Linked DNA regions of Mus musculus: region 2 is linked to region 1. A link is a contact called in public Hi-C data. All regions are on one chromosome and are shown on one strand. Each heading gives the region's core, a stretch centred on a gene start, on an enhancer-like site or on the middle of the called end of the contact. The rest is flanking DNA. Distances are from core to core; before and after follow the strand shown. Region 1 overlaps Plekha2 (pleckstrin homology domain-containing, family A (phosphoinositide binding specific) member 2). Region 2 overlaps Tacc1 (transforming, acidic coiled-coil containing protein 1).

Evidence for each region. A called contact is a pair of places that touch in the nucleus more often than the background predicts.
Region 2: a Hi-C map of bone marrow-derived macrophages shows a contact between it and region 1, with 36 read pairs. The contact joins two enhancer-like sites. A contact is called at or near these places in 1 of 15 datasets of contacts at CTCF or cohesin (the NIH/3T3 cell line), 1 of 484 Hi-C or Micro-C datasets (bone marrow-derived macrophages), 5 of 115 datasets of contacts at active chromatin or transcription factors (the HPC-7 cell line, bone marrow-derived macrophages, embryonic stem cells and 1 more) and 1 of 9 other capture datasets (bone marrow-derived macrophages).

The regions. Positions count from the first base shown.
Region 1 is chr8:25,057,150-25,064,186 of GRCm38.p6, reverse strand. It overlaps Plekha2 (pleckstrin homology domain-containing, family A (phosphoinositide binding specific) member 2), which reads left to right. Exons shown (of 12, transcript NM_031257.3): 4 at 201-249; 5 at 1,715-1,812; 6 at 4,213-4,353; 7 at 4,907-5,053; 8 at 6,386-6,454; 9 at 6,823-6,893. Among named protein-coding and RNA genes, the nearest start is that of Htra4, 22 kb to the right of the region's middle. Within about 2 kb of position 2,071, at least 10 of the 459 cell types and tissues checked have an H3K27ac peak or open chromatin away from gene starts, as enhancers often do. A contact at or near this core is called in bone marrow-derived macrophages and microglia, where this site is marked.
Region 2 is chr8:25,186,089-25,193,650 of GRCm38.p6, reverse strand. All of the region lies in intron 2 of Tacc1 (transforming, acidic coiled-coil containing protein 1), which reads left to right. Among named protein-coding and RNA genes, the nearest start is that of Tacc1, 12 kb to the left of the region's middle. Within about 2 kb of position 2,675, at least 48 of the 459 cell types and tissues checked have an H3K27ac peak or open chromatin away from gene starts, as enhancers often do. A contact at or near this core is called in bone marrow-derived macrophages and microglia, where this site is marked.

The sequences.
Region 1 (7,037 bases), core at 822-3,321:
AGTGCTGGGATTAAAGGCGTGTGCCACCGCTGTCCAGCCCGTGCCAGTTTCTTAAGGGATGGAGGAAGACACTCAATTGTCAGTCTTCAAATATACATAGATTTGATATGCTCTTTTTATGTATGAAATGTTTTCAAGGTAAACGTTTTCCACACTGATGAAAGCACACTCATGTCTCTCTTTGTCTTTATTTGATATAGGTGAGCATAGCTACCCCAAAGCAGAAACCTAAAACGCCATTCTGCTTCGGTAAGTACTGAGCCACAGTGGCTTTTCGCCATAGACCTGTGCTAACTTCATTTCCGTGGAAGACAGCCCTGTGATCCCATGGGAACTGTATCCTGTATGCATGAGTAGTTTAGATAATAGGGATGTTCTGGGTGCCGAGTAATACCCCTGTGAAGATTTTTAATAACTTGCGACCAGGCACACAGGGGCCAGCAGCATTTTAGCCAGGTTGGCTTCTGCCGGCCATCTGCCTCCTGACCTTCTTCCTTTTCCTCCTCCCCTTCTTCTCTCCCCTCACCCCCAACACTGTCAAAGCTGCCCTGGAACTTTGCTCCTGCTGCACCCAGACTCCAATGTGCTGAGATTGTGAGCCAAGCTGTATTTCTGTTTAAGGTGGACAGAAAGCATCTGATAGAAGTCTCTGGGAGCCTTCACTTTAGAACTGAGCAGTGGTGTACTCAGGACATGATGAGGTCCGAGAAAAGTGGGGAAAGGCAGGGAAGCATTAAAATGAAGGAAGGCATATGTAGGGTCTCAAGATTGCCAGATGAGTTGTAGTTGGGGGCTGGGGGCTAGTGGCAAAGGCGCAGAGCCACTCCACCAATGCCTCAAGCCTGTCTTCAGTTGGTCCGTGAAACCACTCGGCAACTGTATCGATAAGTAGCCCTCGCTCTGAGCAAATGCTGAGGCCTTTCTGTGTCCAGGGAGGCTCTGAGCAGGAGCTTCAGGGAGGCAGAGTCACTTCCTGCTTTGTCACTGCATGCCCTCAGCACATAAGATGACTGCTGGCACATAGTGGGTCCTCAACAAAGAGTTGTTTATATGAATGAAAACAGCGAGTTCTTTGTCACCTCGGCAAGGGCTTCTTGACTTCACTCTCAGGCCAGAGGGATGAAGTGACTTCTTTCTCCCAACTTCAGGTTGACTCTTCTTTTTCCTGTTCCTTCCAAATATTATTGCTAAGTTTAGAAGTCACTCTTAAATTTTGTGGTCAGCTCACTTAAAGATATATTAGTGATAATGATGAAAGTCAATCAATCAATCAATCATCAATCAATCAATCAGAGGTAAGCTGTGATTAAGGGAATGCCCAGAGGGAGGAACAGGTTGAAAGTGAGGCCAAGGCGACGGGTCTCAGCAAGTGTTGTTCCATTTCCCAGGCACAGACAAGACCAGATCATACTGGTAGAAGCAAGCCCTATAGGGTCCCGACTAAGTGTCTTACTGGTGGCATATGAGTAGCTTCATTGTCACCAATAGAGCATTGAAGCCACTGTTAATGCCAGCGTCATTCTGGTAGCTGATAAATGTGTTGCAGGGGTCTGCTGCTTCTGAGCATGCATGTGACTTAACACCCTAGGCGGGTTCTTGATCTTCTAAATGGCCTCATGGGTCTTGTCACCTCAGACACCCTAACTTCCTGGTCTCTTGTGATCTCCAAATCCTGACCCGGTACCTTCTTTCTCCTTCCCTGTTACCTTTATAGTTATCAATGCCCTGTCTCAGAGATATTTTCTTCAAGCCAATGACCAGAAAGATCTGAAGGACTGGGTAGAAGCCTTGAACCAAGCCAGCAAGATCACTGTATGTATACCCTCTGTTCTCTCTGGTAGGGAAAGTGGGGTGTCCCGGCTCTTGACCTCAGTGGGGAAGGGGCAGAGCTCAGAGGGCAGCAGGGCCTTGCCTCAGAGCCTGTGAAGACCCATCTCTATCTAACCTCCTCTTGTCCACTGGCGGACAACTACCAGTGAACTTGAGAGTTTGAGTCTGAACGGAGTTCAAGAGGAAGTTTGTGGAGTCTCTTTTGTGCTTCCTGGGAGGGCTTCTGTCAGTCCCATCCTGGGTGATTGTGGGACACTGCTGACTCATTGTGTGGGGTTGGAAAAGGGATTGCTAACAAGAAGCAGAGGAACTGGGGAAGCGCACGAGAAGGAACTCAGGTCTGTTTCTTTCTAGTTTGGGGGATATTCTTCTTAGTTGCGCCTGGAAAAACGTCTTCTAAGAGCTTTGCAAACTTGGAAACTCGTCCACGGATTGTGTTAAGGACTCAGGTTATCCTGGACATGACTAATGAAGGATCGATTTCCTATTCCCTAGGAATATTTTTACAAGAAACAAAGAAGAGTTAAAAGGGAAGGAAAAAAAAATGTGTTAGCTTCCCAGCACTGTGATAACCTGCTCAAAACAATCAAGTTATAAGAAGGAAAGGTTAACTACAGATCATGGCATTTGTTTTTTGTGGTTCATGGGGTTTATCCCTGTTGTTTCGGGCCTGTGATGAGGCAGGATATTAAGGTGGGACATGCGGTGTTGAAGCAGAGAACAAAACAAGGAGGCACTGGGGTCCCACTATCCCCACAGAGGGCTTATGCCCAGTAACCCAACTTTTCCCACTCCTCCTCATCTCTGGGAAGTTCCTCTGCTTCCCAATAGTGCCCCATGCTGGGGACCAGGCATCGAACATGGGGAATGTTTGGTAAACGGCTTTAGGGGGAAGAGGAGGACAATAGTAGAAAGAAACTCAGCAAGACAGGCAGAGTCTGGTCTACCACAGTTGCTGAAAACTTAGAAATTCTGTGTTGTACAGTCAGAAGTGCTTGTCTTCTCGTGACTTTGAATTGAAATGCCCATTGCCGGGACAAATTATTCTTCCAGAAACCTTAAGGTTCCAATGGATGTTGGTAGATGGAATCTCTGTCTACTCAGCATCTGTATCGTTGGGCTCAAGCAGGGTTAGCTGTAGCTGTTTAAGCAATGTGACAGCTGTTTACTGTTCTGGTCAACCTGCACAGAGAGAGCATGAGGCAAGGCTGGCAGAAGACAGGTTTCGCTGTGTGCTGTCTCTGGGATGTTGGTATGACATCCCACAGGAAATTAGCGAGGGTGGCCTGAGGAGGTAGTGATAGCATTTTAAGGAGTAAAGGACACAACGTTGATGATCTGTGTTTACCTCATATGTAAAATTGAGACAATCGTGCCCCTGAGCTAAGAGGACGCAGTGGAGAGCTGAACACTACACTCTCCATGGCACTGGTTGGGCTATGTTGTGCATTGCTACACATCAGGACACTGTAGGAGAGGAGAAGGGTGAATTTCTGGGTTGATTTGAAAAGGTGGTGGCAGAGTACATACATATATATATATATATATATATATATATATATATATATATATACATACACATACATATACATTCTGCCATGCCCTGTTCATTTTTCTGACTTCTTGTTTTGCTGAGAATTTTTGTTCAGTCTTAACTACTAGCATATATATGAATGTCAAGAGGACAGGGCTCCTGCCTCTTTGTATTCTAACTAGGGTTAGCTCATCCTATAGTTATGCAGTAAGTTTGTTCTGTGTGTATGTTATGTATTTGTATGTGTGTGTTATGTTTATGTGTGCATGTATATGTGTGATATACATATGTGTGTATGTGTTTGTGTGTGTAAGCATGTGTGTATATATGTGTGTGTGTGTATAGGTGTATGCATGTGTATCTGTGTTTATGTGTGTATATCTATATGTGTGTATACATGTGTATATGTGCTTGTGTGTTGTATGTGTGTATCTCTGTGCACAGATGTGTACATGTATATATCTATATGCGTATATATGTGTCTGTGTGTGTTATATGTATGTATATGTATACTGTATGTGTATATGCACATATCTTTGTGTGTGTATGTATGTCTACATTTGTGTGCATGTATGTATATAGTATATGTATCTATATATGTGTATCTATATATGTGTGTGTGTGCATGGTGTGTTTGTATATGTGTGTGTATCTATGTGTATATGTACATATACGTATATGTGCTTGTGTGTGTTATGTGTATGTGTGCATAATTTAAAGGAAGTATGTGTGTTTGTTTGTCTCTGTGTTAGTAAATTAGCTTTCCATTTCTCCCCACATCCTGTTTGTGGTTCTGCCCTCTTCCTAAGTTTTCTATCTCTTGCTGACCATATCACCTTTCTTCCTAGGTACCCAAAGCTGGGACAGTACCCTTGGCCACAGAAGTTCTCAAAAACTTAACAGCTCCTCCCACCCTAGAGAAGAAGCCGCAGGTGGCCTACAAGACTGAGATCATCGGGGGTGTGGTGGTACAAACGCCTATCAGCCAGGTGCTGTTGCTTGGGAGTGCCGGGGGGGGGGGGGGGGGGGTGGAGGGAGGCAGTGAAGGCCTATGCATTGTGCCCAAGGACCTGCACAAAGCATTAGGATGGGGGAGCTAGTGAAGAAGGTGACCAGGATGATATAGTGCAAGATGGATGTGTTCAGTGCCAATGTAGAAGTTGGGGACATGACATCAAGACATCTTGAGGATGTGTGGCCTCTGGGCTTTTGCTTAAGACCCAGGCAATGCACACTCATAAATCACAAAGACAACGGGGCTGAGGGAGGCAGTGAGACTAGACACAAGTCTGCAGTCCCATTTGGGTACTTGTGACTCCTTTAGTTCTAAGTAGTCTTTCCTTCCTCTTCTGAGTCTCTCTAGCCAGCATCATACTTTGGGGAAACACTAGAGCATCGGCTAACTGGGGGCAAAGTCAGCTCTTAGTTCTTCGACTGACATTATATCAAAAAGACCAGAGGTGTGGTGAGAAGGCTGGAAGGATCCCACAGAGGAATGACTGGGGTACTAACAGTGTTGCTGTTTCTACTGTTTCCTTGTAGAACGGTGGGGATGGGCAGGAAGGGTGCGAGCCAGGGACTCACGCCTTCCTGCGAAGGTCTCAGAGCTACATCCCCACGTCAGGCTGCCGCCCTTCCACTGGGCCTCCCCTCATTAAGAGTGGCTACTGTGTGAAGCAAGGGAATGTGGTGAGTCCAGCACAGGGGCTACAACTGGGGTTCTATTCCTGCTGGGGATCCAGTGGGCATGGATGTAGCAGAGGAGAAAGAGAGGAAGAACTGTACCCCTCTATGTTGACTGCCATTGGGTTATATGGTAATTACTTATGGTAATATGTTAACTAGCCATTAGTCCCCCAGAAAGCTTGCCTGTAGTGGTAAAAAGCCTTACTGCCTTCAAACTGATGCAGTTTGCACACTGATGGTCAGATTTCCCTCCTATTTCCCAACTCTTGCTTCGAAGATGATGAGCTGATAGTTGTCTTAGTCAGTGTTTTTATAGCTTCAATGAAACACCATGACCAAAAGCAACTTGTGGAAGAAAGGGTTTATTTGGCTTACACTTCCACATCATGGTCCATCACCACTGAAGGGAGTCAGGACAGGAAGTCAAGCAGGGCAGGATCCTGGAGCAGGAGCTGATGCAGGGCCATGGAGGGTGCTGCTTACCGACTTGCTCCTTCATAGCTTGCTCAGCCTGCTTTCTTTCTTTCTTTTTTTTTCAAGCTAATGGATGCAAAACTTATTTTGTTTGATTGTCATAAAAATCATACTTTTATGTTAACCTTGTTTGTGAAAAATCCTATTATGATACTATTTACAAAGGAAAAACTATAGATTTTATGTTTATCATTATTTATACTTTAATCAATTATTTATTTATTCTTTTTTAAAAATTTTATTTTATTAGATATTTTCTTTATTTACATTTCAAATGCTACCCCGAAAGTTCCCTATACCCTCCCCCCGCCCTGCTTCCCTACCCACCCACTCCCACTCCTTGGTCCTGGCGTTCCCCTGTACTGGGGCATATAAAGCTTGCAAGACCTAGGGGCCTCTCTTCCTGCTTTCTTATAGAACTCAGGATCATCAGCTCAGGGATAGCACCGCCCACAATGGCCTGGGCTCTCCTTCCCTAAATTACTAATTAAGAAAATGCCTTACAGGCTTGTCTGTAGCCCCATCTTATGAAGGCATTTTCTCAACTGAGGTTCCCTCTGCTCCGATGGCTTTGGCTTGTGTCCAGTTGACAGAGAGCTAGCCCACACAGTAGTATCTCGTGGCGGCAGCAGAGAAGGACCCTCGGGTGCTCTTCACGTGTTAGGTGCTTGATCCCTGGAAAGATGGGGGCTCAGATGGAGGCCTGGGACTTTCCATTGTTCCAGTTCTTTGTCCCTGCTGACGATGGGAGCCTGGCTTCCATGGTGCTGGGTCCCTGGGCATTTTCTATGACAATGCCAGTCCTGACTCTGGAGTCCTGTCCCTGTCCTTGACGGTTTGGTTCCTTATTTGTCATTTCAGCGGAAGAGTTGGAAACGACGCTTCTTTGCCCTCGATGACTTTACCATCTGCTACTTCAAGTGTGAGCAGGTAGGTAGGTCGTAGGTTCGGGTCCCTCCTGAGAGGTCTGAGTAACAGAGAGGCGTGCATGAGTGGAAGCCAGGCCCATACAGACTTCCAAGCCACTTCTTGTCTTATCTCTGTCCAACCTGTGTCTCTTTATGATGCGATTATACAAGGACCTGGACTGCTGCCAGCGTCTGTGCACTGAGCTGTTGTGTGTGTGTGTGTGGGGGGGGGAACAGAGCAGCTGCTGTATAGATTGCTTCTCTGTAATAATTATTTTGAAACCAAGTTGGTTTTAGGCAATACTCTGAGAGAGGGGTGTTGGTGGACTGGCGTGGGTCACCGGGCCATGTACCTAGCTTCATTTGCCCATCTTCTGTCTTTCCTATCAGGACAGAGAGCCTCTGCGTACCATACCGCTCAAGGATGTTCTCAAGACTCACGAGTGTCTGGTCAAGTCTGGGTAATTGCCTCTTCTTATTCATCTTGAGGAGAGCCTTGGTTTGTCATCTTGGAATTTTCATTGGTTACCCTTTTTGAGGCTCTGTTGAAGAGCCTTCCCTATAGAGCAGTGGTTCTCAGTCTGAGGGGAATCACAGTCCCTTTG
Region 2 (7,562 bases), core at 1,426-3,925, 130 kb before region 1:
CACTGACTGCTCTACCAAAGGTCCTGAGTGCCTCACAACCATCTGTAAATGAGATCTGATGCCCTCTTCTGGGGCTGTCTGAAGACAGCTACAGTGTACTTGCATATAATAAATAAATCTTTAAAAAACAAACCAAAAAAAAAAAAAAAAAAAAAAAAAAACCAAACACCAGGACTGAGGAACTATCTATGCCAATGCAAAGTGAAGATTTTAGTAACTTTCAAGTCACTTTTTAGATGACGCAAAGGCAAGGCCTTCTTAAGAAGTATCGTAAGGGTTAAACTCACTCCTGAGTTGCTCATCTCCTCTACCTGGGCATCTTACTAAAACTACTAATTTGCTCTGTTAATTTCTGGTGGCAGAGGCATGGTGCTTGGGGGGGGGGGGTGCGGGGCTAGTCCTGAATGCCCCACTGGAACAATGGGTATGGTCTAAAGCCACTTTCAGTGAGAGAGAGTGGGTCTGGGGATGCCAAAAGACTGGGAGTGACGGGCAGAGTTTAAATCAGGCACAGTGATAAACCAACAATTCTAGTGCTGTCCAGGTAGAGGCAGGAGGGTCAGGAGTTCAAGGTCAACCTTGGCTATACCAAAAATTTAAGACCAGCTGACTTATATGAAACCCTTTCTCAAAGCAAACCCAAAACTAACCTGGAGTGGTGGCCCATATTTTTAATTTTAGCAACCAGGAGGCAGAGGCAGGAGGACTGAGTTTAAGGTCTACACAGTGAGTTCTAGGACAGTCAGGGCTACACAGAGAAACCCTGTCTTAAAAGATAACAAAACACTGTCCCCTCCTCCCAAAAGCTCCTGTAATCTCCCTGTAGCAGCAATCCTGTCTCTAGGCAACCTTGGGTGTAACTGTTTCTCATGCTTTGCAAAATCCAGAATAAATAGTGTTGGGAGTCCACAGTTTGTCCCCCAAACAGCCATCCTCATGGAGCTTTGATAGCCAAGGTTACTATTTTTTTTTCTTTTTTTCTTTTTTTTAAAATTAGATATTTTCTTTATTTACATTTCAAATGTTATCTCCTTTCCTGGTTTCCCCTCCGAAAACCCTCTGCCCCCTCCCCTTGCTCACCAACCCACCCACTCCTGCTTCCTGGCCCTGGCATTCCCCTACACTGGGGCATAGAGCCTTCACAGGACCTGGCCCCGCCCACCACACACACACACACACACACACACACACACACAATCAGTGTCAAGTATTTTTGGAAAGATATAAGATCCACCAGTAGTCTGATGCTTAGGAGGAGGCTGAGTGATGAGGCTGAGTGAGGCAGGAGGATCACAAATTTGAGACCGACACAAGCTTCATAGCACCAGAGCCAGCAACAGACAGAGTTCAGTCTCCCGTGCTCCAGGGTGAGGAGGAGGGGTTGAAAATCCAGAGCTCCCTGAAATGTGTTTCACAGGCTTTCCTCTCCAGGGAGTTTGTGAAACAGCCCCCCCCTCCGCCCCCCGCCCCAGTTCACTGTTGGAGAAGACCAAGAGGAAGTGAGAGGCCTTAAAATGTTGCCAGAACAGGGTGTGTGCTGTGGAAAGCATCTCCCCTAAGTGACAGCTGAGTCAGTCGGCCATACGTCTTCCACACACATGAACTTGGCATCCGCTGTATTTGGGGTTCTGAGCAGCAGAAGTTCACCGTAATATTTCGATACAAGCCAACAGCCGCAGAAGTCATCCTTAGGTAGCTGGCCCATTTGCACTGGATCATTTCCTTTATTATTAAAGGTGCGGTGGTACCCGCCCTTTGTCCCAGCACCCCCTGGGACAGAGGCAGGAGGATCTGAGTTCAAGGCCGGCCTGATCTACATTCTACATAGGGAGTTCCAGGACAGCTAGGGCTACATTAGAGAGACCCTGTCTCCCCCGTCCCCACTGCCCCCCAAATTAGTGTCAGCTCTTCAGTTGAGAAGGAAGTAGGAAGGGATCAGTCTCTTGTCTGCGTGGACCTTGTCTGGTGAGGAGAGTGGGCTGTATGGAGATGTATGGAGCCTCCAGGCTCAGCACCTGTTTTTAGGTAGAGAGAGAAGGCTTGTTGGACTTTTGTTTTCATTTTTGTTAGCAGTGCTTGGGATGGCACCAAGGTCTCTCCCAAGGTAGACGCGTGATTTTTCTCCTAGCTGTGTCCCCAGCCCACAAGGGCACAGTCATCCTTTCACCAGTCACTGCTGGCTAAGGAATGGCGCTCAGGCGAGCATGTGGGGCCTGCAGGGTTGGTTCAGCATCCTCACGGTGTGGCATCACCTCCTCCCCCAGATTGACTGGGCCACCTCAGCGGTCACACTGTGCCTTCTTCCACAGCACCCTCTTGGTGGCACAGGTTAGCCCAGTGCTGTGAATACAGGGAGGTGAAGACTCACTGGGAACTCTATGCTAGAGCTGGACACCACAGATCTCTTAGTTGCCAGAGGTGTAATTTCCGCACCCACAAACCTCTCCCAGTTTTCTTTCCTTAGGTCTCTTCTGTGCCGCTTTCCTAGGTCCAGAATGGCCGCCCTTCTGGGGAGGTGTCTCATGCGCCTAAGGTCTGGGGGCCTCCTCTGGCTAAGCATTCTCTTCTCTATTTATCACCAGCCTCAGCCTCCCAGCTGTGTGGGTGGTTGCTGCTTTATGGAGGAAGCAGTTGGTATGTTGAATCTTCCAGTAATTGTTTCTGAGGAGATTGCACGCTGTGGCTGTTTGGCAGCAATGGATTGGAAGTTCCACAATTTCAGGTCTCTGCGTTGCAGCCCCATCTGTTAGCGCCCGTCTTCCTGCCTTTGCTCTTCCTGCTGGGGTAGCGTAGCCCGTAGGCTGGTGCTGAGGGCTCTCTGATCTCTGTCTGGGGTAGAGGCTCTCTGCTCTGCTTGGAGTGTGCCCTCAGTTAGATCCGCACGGCTCCAGTGCCAATGGGTACCTTGTTCCTGAGAGGGGAAGCAGAGCCATTGTTGGTCTTCATTCTCTGGAGAAGGTCTAGGCTGCTGGTCGCCAGCCCTCTTCTTTTCCTTACAGTATGGTCTTCAGAGGAGAATTAGCATCTCCTGAGTTGCGTGACGGATTGCGCTTGGGCTAGAACCTAGGGACTCAGTGCACACTGAGTGGTCTTCCACAGAATCTGCCCCCACCCCACCGCTGTTCTCTTGGCTCTCTTTTTCAGTGAAATAGCATAGAATGCTATTTTGGAGACTTTAACCGTGTGACCACTTTTGTCTGTTTATCAAGTGGCCTTACCTTTTTAAAAAACAAAACAACAACAACAAAAAACCCCAAAGCTTTAGGTTGTGCATGCACACACTGGTGTGTGTTTTGAAACAGGGTCTCTCTCTGTTGCCCAGGCTGTCCTCAAACTTATGATCATCCTGCCTTAAGTGCTGGGATCATAGACGGGTGCCACCAGGTCTTACTTGAGAGTGGGCCTCTGTCAGAACTTAAAACACCATCTCAGAAGAATGGCAGGGGAGCTGGTGCCCTGTCTCCATTCAAAACAAAACACAGAATAGCTACATTTGCCCTCCCTTTGCTCCTGGCTAAGAATTTTGTTTTACATTTTGGAGGTGAGAAGAAAGAACAGGGGGGGGTGGCTAGTTCCCTGCGTTCTCATGTGGGTGGGCAAGTTAGTGTTGGTGTTCTGCCCTGGGTGACAAGCCATCCTAACAGTATAGTGGCCCTAAGGAGACCTGCCTTGACTTAATGTGTCTCCATGCTTCTGAGTGGCCGAGGCCCGCAGGGCTGTCTAGGGAGTGTGAGCTCTGCTGTGCACTCCCTGGACATGGCAGGTGTTCACATACAGTTTAGTTATTCTGTCCCTGGACAATACATTACTTCTCAGTCTTCACTTAAGGGCCGTGTCCTTGGCTTTGTGCTGATTTTTGTTTGTTGCTTTTTTTTTTGGACACAGCGCCACAGTCATCTTGAAAGAGATGGCTTGCAACTTCAGGGAAATCAGAGGTACCAGAAAGTCAGACATGTAGTTGGAGGTTAGAGGTTAAAAAGCAAAAACCCTCCCAAGGTTTGGACACTTGTCAGAAATGCTAATGTGTCCCTGATTGCCATTCCCCTCAGGTCAGACCACTTGAGCGGCAAGGGGTGCTTCCTGCTAGAGCTAGCTTTCCTCCCGACCCCCTGGACTTGTGCATGGGAGACAAGGGCAGGATTTGAGGCCAGTGTGGAACGGGGTCCTGCGGGGCCTCCAGGAGGAAAGGGCCTCAGACGAAGATAGAATGTTAGCCCTGATATAGCTGTCTGTGGAGCCGAGCGGCCTCACCGCTTACTGTATAAATATGCCTTTCTCCTCCATATGAAAAAGATACCCAGCCATGCAGTGGACCCTGACCATCAGCTGTGTTGGAGCACGGGGGCTCCGGGGGATCAGGGAGTGAGGAGTCCCCTGTGGATCATGGTCTCTGGAGAAATTAGTTGGTTCATTTCCCAGACCCCTTGGCCTTGGCTTTGCTGCTGGTTAGGTTTTCCTCAGCTTGACACAATCCAGCTATCTAGGAAGAGGGGCTGTCAGCTGAGAGAATGCCCGGGCAGAGCAGCCTGTGGGGCGTTTTCCTGATTAATGATTGGTGTGGAAGGACCCAGCTCGCTGTGGGTGGTGCCGCCCCTGGGCAGGTGGTTCTGTGTTGTGTAAGGAAGGCAGGCTGAGCATCCATGGAGAGCACACAGGTAAAGCTGTGCTCCTCCAAGCTCCTGGTGCTTCAGCTCCTGCCCAGCGTTCTGCCGTGAGTTCCTCCCACAGTGAACGATAACCTGTAAACTTCCAATAATCCCTTTCTGCCCCGGTTGCTATTGGCCGTGATGTTTTATCACAGCAACAGCAAGCAAACAAACCCAGCTTCTCAGAGTTTGTGTTTGTTTTGTTTTAACTTATTTATCTTTATTTTATGTGCATCGGTGGTCTTCCCACATGTATGTCTGGGTGAGAGTGTTGGATCTCAGGGTTACAGACAATTGCAAGCTGCCACGTGCTTGCTGGGAATTGAATCCCGGGTCCTCCGGAAGAGCAGCCAGTGCCCTTAACCACTGAGCCATCTGTCCAGCGCTGTAACCTAGGCTGGCTTCAGACCATGCAGTCCTCCCTCCTTGCTTGGCCTCTCTGTGTTGGCTTATTCACGTGAGCCACACTGCTTGGCCTATTCTCCAGAAGTTTTGGTACCAAAGGCAGGGGATTTGTGAGTGAGGACGTGAGGAGATGAAGGTAGAATTCAGAGTGAGCATGACTCCAGCATCTCCACTCTTTTTTTTGGGGGGTGGGGGCTTTTCAAGACAGGATTTCTCTGTGTAGCCCTGGCTGTCCTGGAACTCACTTTGTAAACCAGGCTGGCTTCAAACTCAGAAATCGACCTGCCTCTGCCTCCTGAGTGCTGGGATTAAAGGTGTGTGCCACCATGCCCGGCTCTTTTTTTTTTTTTTTGTAAGATTTATTTATTATATATATATGAGTACACTGTAGCTGTCTTCAGACACACCAGAAGGCGGCATCGGATCCCATTACAGATGGTTGTGAGCCACCGTGTGGTTGCTGGGAATTGAATTCAGGACCTCTGGAAGAGCAGCCAGTTTTCTTAACCACTGAGCCATCTGTCCAGCCCGACAGACATCTCTACTCTTAGCCTTGTGTTTATAGTCTGTTCACCTTTTAATAAAAGCCCACACCCATGCCCTGCAGAGTGCATCTTAATTCTGTACCCCGCCTCTCTTAACCCTTGTGTCTAAATGTTTACTGACATAGCTTTATTGAACTCAACTTTAAAAAATAGAATTGAAAACCATATCCAAAGTTAGGCCAAAGTAGAGGCAGGAGGATTATGAGTTTGATGCCAGTGTAGGCTGTATACTTGAGACCCTGTTCCCCAGAAAGCAAATAAAGCGCAAAGCCCCCAAAACAGAAGGAGGAGGAGGAGGAGGAGGAAAAAAGCGCCTCGGGCTCAGCAGCCTTCCTAAGCTGCTTCACATGCATGGTTATTCTTGTCAGAGAAGGAAATGATGATGTCATGTTTTTCACTTCTCTGTAAATAGAACCTATCTAGCACATGTGGGCTTCCTCCAGAAGGATTCACGATCCAAAAGTGGTGGGTGCGATCCACCACCTCAAGCGTGGGTTCCTGCAAGTGACACACGAGAGCTCACTTAGAACGCTTTCTGAACGGCGAATCTGCATACAGGCCTCATCGGTTCCTGCAGGACAGGAGCCATTTTGTTCTTGTCCAGTAGTTTTCGTGTGCTCCGAGTCCGGCGCTGTCAGCGAAGCACTTGCATTGCAAGTGTGAAGATCTGAGTTCGAGCCCCCGAACACACAGTGCATAGTGGTGTGCGCTTCAGGGATGGGGTTTGGAGAGAGAAGGATTCCTCTATGGTCAGTTTAGCCTGCCAATAAGCTTTTATCTCAGCACTCAGAAGGCAACGGTGATTCTGTGTTGTCTTTTTTGTTTGTATGTTTGTTTGTTCATTTGTATAGCCCTGACTACCAGGAGCCCTTTCTGTAGATCAGGCTGGACTTGAACTCATAGAGATCAACCTGCTTCTGCCCTGAGTGCCAGCTTAAAGGTGTGCACCACCGCACTCAGCTTCTATTCTGAGCCTTGGAGCCTGCTGTCAGCAGCTCTAACAGATGGGAATGCCCTTAGCTCTGAGCCTCTGCTGTGGAAGGAACCCCCTTCTTTGGCTTATGATCCTGTTTGGGTATTGAGACTCATGCCACTATTGAGGAGAATTAAATTTGTGAGGATGGCTTTAGAGCTGCGTATCTACGATGCAGGAGAGCTAACGGGGTCAAAGCCCACCCCCACCCCCAGTGACACGGTTCCTCCAATAAGGCCACACCTTCTAATCCTTGTCAAACAGTTCCACTAACTGGGGACCAAGCATTCAAAAGTATGGGCCTGGGTTGGGGGGGGCACTCATATTGAAACCACTACACTACCTTTGGGTTTGGGGTGACTGTGGAGAAGTAAAGGCTGCTTATGTTCCACCTCACGGTTCTGTAATACAAGAACCATGACATCACAAAGTAGCCTGTTAGTTGAGATGGCTAGAGAGATCGTATAACTTTTATTAAGAAGGATTGTCCCCCACTTCTAATACCGTGGGCCCACATTCCTTTATATAAAATGGTGTGGGCTGCCTGCCCACTCACTTCTTCCCATGTACCTGAGAATCTCCTCTCGATTACTCATGATACCCTCGATCACATCAAGACAGGAGGTCTGGGTATGTTTAATACAGTTGTAATATTTTCCTGAGTATCTTTGTTCTGTAGTTTATCAGATTCACAGTTACAGAGTCCATGAATATTTATGGACAGCTTATCAATGTTTTCTTAGTGTCCTTGACCTTATAATCAGACCTTATAATGTTTCTACTTTACCATAGCTATCTATGTAGAGAAGATGTCATCCATATAGGGCTAAATCCGTGCAGTGATGTCAGGAGTCAGTTGGAGCTCTGGAAGGAACCTTTTGAGGGCAGGGGGAAGGCAGGTGCTTCAGTTCTTTATCGAGGCTGTGGTGAGACGCTTTGACCGAAGCAGCTTACGGGAGGAAGGGCTCATTTTGGTGCCTGGTTCGAGGGGGA